Linked DNA regions of Zea mays: all the other regions are linked to region 1. Evidence: chromatin contacts called from public Hi-C data. All regions are on one chromosome and are shown on one strand. Each heading gives the region's core, a stretch centred on a gene start, on an enhancer-like site or on the middle of the called end of the contact. The rest is flanking DNA. Distances are from core to core; before and after follow the strand shown.

What was found. Hi-C and Micro-C count contacts between places; a contact is called where the count stands out from the background.
Region 2: a contact with region 1 is called in a Hi-C map of ear, with 2.2 times the contacts expected there. The contact joins the promoter of LOC100276702 here to the promoter of LOC103638085 in region 1. A contact is called at or near these places in 5 of 25 Hi-C or Micro-C datasets (bundle sheath, ear, endosperm and 2 more).
Region 3: a contact with region 1 is called in a Hi-C map of ear, with 2.4 times the contacts expected there. The contact joins the promoter of LOC100279441 here to the promoter of LOC103638085 in region 1. A contact is called at or near these places in 3 of 25 Hi-C or Micro-C datasets (bundle sheath, ear and leaf).

What each region holds. Positions count from the first base shown.
Region 1 is chr9:21,338,603-21,341,302 of Zm-B73-REFERENCE-NAM-5.0, forward strand. It overlaps LOC103638085 (CDT1-like protein a, chloroplastic), which reads left to right and starts at 1,276. Exons shown (of 7, transcript XM_008661075.4): 1 at 1,276-1,719; 2 at 1,965-2,084; 3 at 2,175-2,409; 4 at 2,526-2,700. The coding sequence starts at 1,346.
Region 2 is chr9:21,710,318-21,713,017 of Zm-B73-REFERENCE-NAM-5.0, forward strand. LOC100276702 reads left to right here and starts at 1,308. Exons shown (of 2, transcript NM_001350801.1): 1 at 1,308-1,889; 2 at 2,047-2,346. The coding sequence starts at 1,430. The coding sequence ends at 1,852.
Region 3 is chr9:21,775,950-21,778,649 of Zm-B73-REFERENCE-NAM-5.0, forward strand. LOC100279441 (DUF1995 domain protein) reads left to right here and starts at 1,257. Exons shown (of 9, transcript NM_001152448.1): 1 at 1,257-1,526; 2 at 1,612-1,699; 3 at 1,889-1,999; 4 at 2,188-2,270; 5 at 2,618-2,700. The coding sequence starts at 1,279.

The DNA.
Region 1 (2,700 bases), core at 26-2,525:
GATTCAATTGAATCAGGACCATATCTTGATTAATAAAAAATGGCTCTAGTAGTGACCTATCTATATTATCCATAACCTTTTTTTCTAATAATATAATTTATTCCTTAAACTACATGATTAGAGTTTAATTGATAGAGCTCAATTTGTTTTTAATGTTCTAATCACTTTAAATGATGCAATACTCTAATTGCACTTTAAATGACGCAATATTTTAATTTTTAAGTCACTATTTTGAGGTACCTTGTTAGAGATACTCTATCCTAATGTGAAAGTTTATAATATAGGTGTGATATAAATTTGACCATAAATTCAAAATCAACATTTTAACTTTGATTCTAAAAATATTTTGGATTTGATAAAAAAAATGGTAATTAACATTAAAAGAAAAAACAACGCTGCTAGCTCTGGACGTTTGAACAGACGCCGATACCGATCATGTCGGTCTCAATGTTGATTGGTTTGATCGTCTAATTGCTGGATCTGATACGATTTGTTCGGTCGATACTAACCATAATTGATCGACTTTAGTGATATAGTTTTTATTGGTCCACATTAGGGATGTATCTAATATTTTAATATAGATATTAATAATATTACGAAGTATAATAATAAATTTCTATATAAATTTATGTATGTATTATTTTCTCTATGCAACAAAAATAGAAACATCTAATCTGTATCCAGATAGGTATCCAAATTTTATATCAAGTATTAAAAATATAGAACAAATTCAGTGTTTACTTTTTATAAAAAATAATAGATTCAATACTAAAAATAATAATATAAATTTACATAGCAAAAATTTATGTGTTTATCCGAATAAGTATCTAAATCCATCCCAAGTCACACGTGCACCACATCAACTAACTGTTATTAACCTTTTGAACTTCAAAATGTTTTAAAAAATTATTTTTTAAATCCTGAAATTCAACGTATAAAGTAGAGTTTATTTATGAAATATATTGTTTATGTTCAGGAAAATATTTTATTTTATGTTATAAAAGAAAAGATGATGTAATGTTAAGGTAAATATAGCTTAACAATAAAATATACAGTATGCACTAGAGCAGCCGCCAACGTGACCCCGATATATGCCAGCCTAATCTTGGCGCGAACGCCTCCCAACTCGCTTGCCCACGTGGCCTCGCCCACACCTCTTCGCGCCATCTCCGTTCCCGCCAGGCCTTGGCGCCAGCTTGTTCCCGCCAGATCTTCGCGCCATCTCCCACCTGGTAACCCGCCGTATATATCCACCGTCCTTATCTTGTTCCCTCAGTCGTTAATCCCCGACCCAAACCACCACTCACCGAGACACCGCAGTCGCCTTCGCCCTCTCAAGATTGAGATGGACGCCACCCCGCCATCCAAGAAGGCCAAGACGACGGCCGCGCCGCCGCCGCGCAAGCTGCGGGAGGCCGCCGCTCTGGCGGACGAGGTCCGGACGCCGGATAAGGCCGCGAAGAAGATGACGCCGGCGGCGGCGTTCGAGCAGATCCCGACGCCGGAGAAGCCGGAGGAGATGCCGAGGGCGCGCGGCCGCAGCGTGGCGTTCTCCGTCAAGGAGATCCGCCGGGCGGCGCTCGGGCTGCGGCGGCCCGCGGCGCAGGCCGAGGCGGCGGTGGAGGATGATCTCGAGTCCGTCGAGCGGGAGCTCGGTGTTGGCGCCGGGGCTGGCCGGAGTCCCGTCAAGCGCAAGGCGGAGGTCAAGCTGCCGGAGAGGTAAAGATCTCTGTCCCCCGATGTGATTCCAGATCTGGTTTGTGCTTGAAAATCGAACCGCTTGCAGATTTCGTATTAGTATCTAGGCATCTAGCAACGCTTACTTTACCTTTTCCCCAATCTGAAGTCTAGCACCTAGTAGCGAATTTATGTAATAGAACATCTAGATACTAAAACCACGAATAATTCTTCACTGTTAGGCGATATGATTCTTTGGTGATGACATATCTTCACTGTTATTGCAGTTATGAGATGCTCTTCGAGTTCTTCAACTGCCTGGAGAGCTCTACCCGACTGCTCCGTATGAAGGGGTCCAAGGCCACGTTCCCCAACATCTGTTCTAGCATTCAGAATTTGACCGAGCGGTATAAATCTTGTTCACAAATACTCATACATTAAACTACAGCGCTGGATTGCTGTATTAACGAGTTTCCTAATTCTGTGACTGCCCACAGGAGATTTACCCACAGCCATCTTGCACAGCTCAAGTACATAATGCCAGAGGCGATCGTCATCAACAAGATCCTTTTGCGTGACGACACGACATGCTGCATGTACCCTGATCTTCAGGTGAACCTCCTAGTTGGTGCTGTTGAGAACGTCCTTAAGCAAAAGGGAGAAACTGCATACCTGGCATTAAGAAGGACCTTTAGGCAGAGGCTCGTGGAATTCTACAGGGAGCACCCTGAGGTAAGGAAACTGCTATTCTTAACACTTGGTTACTGCTTTGTCAGAAGTTCAAGGCTGTTTTTTTCCTTCTAATCAGATGAAGACTGTAATAACATTGCCTCTGTTGTTAATTTCAGGGAGATGACATTCCAGAGCACGAGCTGCCACACCCATTCAACCGAGCGAGATCGAGCTTGCCCCAGGACGAACAAAGGACTGCTCCTGAATCTTCGTCCCCACTCAAGCCATCTGATGTCAATGGACAGCAGCAGACCGCTGCTGTGATGTCGCACATGTCACAGTCGTTCAAGA
Region 2 (2,700 bases), core at 58-2,557, 370 kb after region 1:
TATGTAGTGACTTGAGATTATGGAACCTTTGGAGATCATTTGATTTTGTTTTATTTGTGCATATTCAGTTAATGGAATTATATTGGTTAAATAACAAATAAATAAATGTAAAAAAATGCATATCATGCTGGAATTCTTGTGTGTTTGCATTTGTACTCAATTTTTGTAGACAAGTTAAGTTTGAAAAGTAGAATTTGAAATAGAAGGGGAAATAAGAAAAGCGAAAGAAAATTATATTAAAGTCATTTACTATTGCTAGAATTAAATAATGGGAAGGAGAATAGATAATAAATAAATAAATTACAAGAAATAAAAGTATTATTCAGGTGAGAATTGTGTTTGATATCTAGGAATTCGAAGTTCAAATATGAATTTAAATTCAGTTTGAAATCTGAAAATGGGTAAAAGGAGGATAGAAAATAAAATGAAAAAGGATATGGGAGCAGTCTCGGTTTTGGGCCTAATGTGGCCAGTTGGCCCGTGTACTCCTACTCCGCGGCCCACTACTCCTTCTGCACCCCACCCCCCCTATCGCGTGCGCCGCTCCCAGTCATCCGACCAGTGGGGCCGCACGACAGTCCGGCCAGTCCCTCCAGCCGCTCACTCGCATTTGTTTCACCGAAAGGTGGAACCCCCCCCCCCCCCCCCCCCCCCCCCCCCCCCCGCCCTCGTCAGTCGTCACCTCACCGGCGCGCGGGCCTGCCTTGTCGGACGCATCTTGCTCCTCCGTCCATTCCAGGTTCTGTTCACAGGACGCATGCTCCACCGAATCCCAACCGAAGGCCGTGAGCCGTAACCACGTTGGGGTTGTTGCGATTTTATCGCCAGCCTAATGCGACCACTGGAGTATAAATATGCGCGCTCTCGTGTCGGGCTTGGCGAATCCGCAGCCCTCCCTTTCTTCTTCCCTTGCCCCTCGGTACAGAGAGTTGGTGCGAGGGATTGGGGGAGCACCACATGAAGAACCTGCTGTCACTAGTATATATGAACACACGGTCTTCTTTACTGCGCCGGCGACGGCGAACCAGACCAGCTAAAATGAAGATAACGATACTTAGGGTACTTTATAAAATAAAGAAAAATCCATTCCAGGCCATGGAAGGTGGACCTTGTGTCTGGTTGGCCCAAAAACAGTGTCTTCAGCTGGCCCACAAATCATCCTCGGTCCGAAGAAGAGCGATCGACAAGGGCCCACGTGTAGACGCTGGTACCGCGCGCGGCACGGCAGTACTCCTTGGTCAGCACCCAGTCGCCAGGCCCTTCCTTCCAACGCAAGAGAGCTAGGCGGCGTGTTCCGTGCCTTGCCTTCCCAAGCAAGCAAGCAAGCTTTCATAATGTAGTATTGTAGTAGTTTCATTCAATTCACGAGTCACGACGTTCACGAGTCACGCCAGCATCAAAGCCGTGCGTGAGTAGGCCGATCTCTTGGATGATGGAGGAGGACCAGCAGATAGTCGCTGGCGTGGACGCCGCGGCCCGAGGCGGCGGCGGCCTGGGCCGCGCGGGAGCCGTCTTTCTCACCGCGACCTGCGCCGCAGCCACCTACAGCGCGGCGGCGGCAGGGGACGTCCCGTCCGTGGCGTTCGTGGTCGCCAGCTACGGCGCGCTCCTGCTTCTGCTGCGCTCCCTGCGCGCCTACGAGCTGGCGCCGCCGGAGGCGGCTGCACGCAGGGAAGCGCTCAGGCGCAGGGTCTGGGCGCTCTGCACGCTACTCAGCGTGATGTTCGCGTGGAAGGTTGCGAGCGTCGTCGCGACGCCGTGGCCGGTCGCTGTCGGCGTCTGGGCCGCGGCGGCCGTCACATCTGCCGCTGGGTTCGTTCTGCTGTTCCGCCAGCAGCAGCGTCGCCAATGAACGAGTGATCGGTGGATGTGTGTTCCGTCTGTAACTTGTAAGCTCCAAGAGCCTCAAATAGTTACAGGCATGGGATGGGATCGATGCCTGGCCTGGTTGCTAGCTGCTGTACGTATCATCTCAAACTTTCTGATGGTGATACGCAATTCGATCAAGTGCCTGATCGACGAGCTTTGTTTTATTATTTTTGGCAGGTTAGATTGCCCGTGCAATGCATGCATGCACGATGATGATGTTGTGCATATGTTATTGAAGGTTTTCCGTGTGCTGGTGCTGGTGCTGGCCTGGTGATACGGAGGAAGAAATGCTTTCAATCTACTGTACCCGGCCGGTACGTTCAGATGAATTGTGATGGCCTCTGCCACAAACCTATGTGTACGTATTGTATATATGTGCATGACACTATTTTAGCCTCATATCACTAGTTGATTGATATATTTCTGCGATCCAATTATGTGTTCGTTCTGCGATCCAATTATTTCCTTGGATTCATGCATGCTCCAGGAACCTTTTAAATCCATCATATCACTAGTTGATTGATATATTTCTAGTTCGAGCATATTCTTCATTACTATTGAAGTTAAGAGCTTTTTTTTATTTTTGTAGTTTTTCGTGAACTTATTTCTATCCGTTTTAAGTTCATCACTGTGCTCATCGGTTATCATCGAGAAAATCCAGGCACCAGTTGGCTCCTAAGCCTCTATTTTGAGAGTTTCGGTGTTTTGGAATTTCGAGGATTGGAAAATAAGCCTTGGAAAATAGGCCAAGATTGCCTCTGAGCAAAATAATAATAATAATAATAATAATAATAATAATAATAATAAAACAAAACAGTGAAGCTAGTTTTT
Region 3 (2,700 bases), core at 7-2,506, 440 kb after region 1:
GTTTTACTGAGCTAGGCGTGTGTTTAGTTTGTGTGTTTAATTTGTAGCTATAGTTATGACAAGATTTTTCTCCTTTTGTGTAGGCTCCGGTCCTCGATAATCCATAAAGTGTGGCAAGATTTCCTTAAGCATGCCTAATATGTGGTGTAGAAATTGAGTGTCTAACCTTAAGCAAGTGTGGTAGAAAATGTGTGGCAATTTTGGTACTTTAGGCACACAACTAAACATGCCCTGTGTTTAAATTCTGCGCCACAGTTTGCTACGTTTAAGAGAACTTTGCCATACTTTTACATGTTATTGACAATGCCTATGGAGCTGGAGAAAATTAAATTTTGTCATAACTGCGGCTATAAACTAAACACATGTCTAACTTGATCAAACCTGACTAACTTTAGATGTGACAAACTGTGGCAATGAAGTAGCAAACCAAACAACTCTAATCTTTCCTTGGGACCATAGAGTTAGCAGGAGCATGTAGACTAGTACTAATGTGTTGCTACAGTTTCTATTTTACATAAATAAATATTATTTAAAGGATATAGTTGTTCAAACACGTTAAAACATTTACAATGATTTGTACTATGTTTGAAACAGTCGTTATGCCTGAATTTAACACATCTACTATAAAATCTACATAAATGTATTTTACATGTCGAGTAATAAACCACAACACAATTTCGTCGTGCCAGTCTCCCATCAGGTGGCTCGAGCGACATTGAACCCTAGCCACTACGGCCCCTCCCTCCTGTCTACGCCTTACATCACTGGAGTAAGTAGTTGAAAGTCTAGATAGGATTTGCGAGGATGGTAACAATGGGATTCTCCTTGCATGGCCTGTTAGGACTTAGCCTTTTCTGAGCACGGTATGGTCCATTGTCCATTAAGCCCGCATTAGCCTAGGCCGATCATCGTGAGGTACCACGTCGACACGGTCCGATTTTATTTTTTCCCAAATTTTTATAAAAATATTTATATTATATTTGAATATAAAGTATGAATAAAAAATATGTACGTCATTTTTGTTAGGTAAGTGTGAATATGTGTTGGAGCGAATCATCTCATTTTACCATTTAAACGGATGTGTTGTGCACATATTTAGCTTGTAACGAGAAACTCCTGCATTATACTCTGGCGCAGATCAAAAACCGCCACTTAATTTACACAAATTCCATCGGACGGGAAATTGATGGAACCCCGTTTCTATGCGTTATCCAAAGAGCTGCATAGCAGCGCTTCTCCCAGCCACGTCTTCATCACACACGGTCGCGGCGCGAAGCAATGGCGACCACGGCGCCGCTGCTCTCGCCCCAGCGCGCTTGCCCTACCCATCTCCGGCGCCGCCTCTCGCCCCTACATCTCGTATTCCCCCTCGACGCGTCAGCGAGGCGGCTGCGCCTTCGCCGGGCGCCGCCACCTTGTTCGGCCAAGTTCGGCAAGTTCGACGCCTCCGACGCCCCGGCGGAGGCCGAGGAGGCGGGGGGCGCGACGGATGGTGGGCTGGCGCAGCCCGTGGAGGAGGACGACAGGTCGGGTTCACTGCACCCTCAACTCGTGCGTAATTGAGAACACAAAAGATGCTGACGTTGTGAAGCGGCCTTCGCTGTGGTTCAGTTGCTTGCCATCGGATTTGGAGGGCGCGATTCGGCAGTCAGGGAAGGCGAGCGCAGATTTCGTAAACTCCGGAGGCATGCGAGCTATCGTATGATTCTCGCTGCGCATACTGCACATGCATATTGTCGCTTCTGTAATTCGGCTCAATCGTATATGCTGTAATAATGTATAAATGATGACATAATTATAGAAGTACTCTCTTTTTGCTGAGCTTCTGATTAGGCATCTTTACCATACGATTATTGACGATTTACGATTAGTGGTGTCAATATTGCAGGCAGAACTGCTGATCCCTCAGTTGGAATTCCTCAACGAGGAAGGAGCACAGGCTGAACTCTGGGCGTTGTCAAAGATTTTCCTGGACACACTTGTACAAGAGACAGGACAGGTTTGGATACAAGGTCGTTTCAGGCTTTCAGCATTAGACATGGCTTTTACTTTCTCCAACTTATAATTGCCTCACTCTCACTCTAATTGATGTTTGAGTCTACCAATTATCACTTTGCAAATTTGTTGCTCTCGACCTCTTGTGATTTATGTATTTGTCTGTTTCTGATACCACTTGGTGTTCTGCAGAAAGTTACTGCCATTTTCCCTGACGCTGGAGCAGCTGCCCTTCTCAAGCATCAATGGAAAGATGCACAATTCAAGTGTGCCAGGTACTAATGTACTATCCACTGAGAAGTGATGGTTTCATACCAAGTTGATGTAACTTGTTGCATCTCATGATTTTCTGACTACGAGCGGCATGCTACCGACGTCAATTGGAAATCACAATTGATTTTCTTTTGAGACCAGGAACAGTTAATTTTCTAGCTACCAAGAATTGGCCAGTTCACCTTTAGTCCTAGTTGCAAATGCCATATTATACTGGACATGACAAGGCAGAATTCTGACTCTTTGTATTCTTGAAGAAGAAACTTTATGGATGCTTCCAGATTATGACATTGAATAGTATTCAGGTTGTTACTTCGAATCTTCAATCTGTTTTTGACCTGACTTGTAGTTTAGGTGACCGGAAGCCAGTTGGTCCTGAAGATGAGGTCGCAGTTATGATTATCCCTGATCATCAGATGCTGGAAGCTGTTG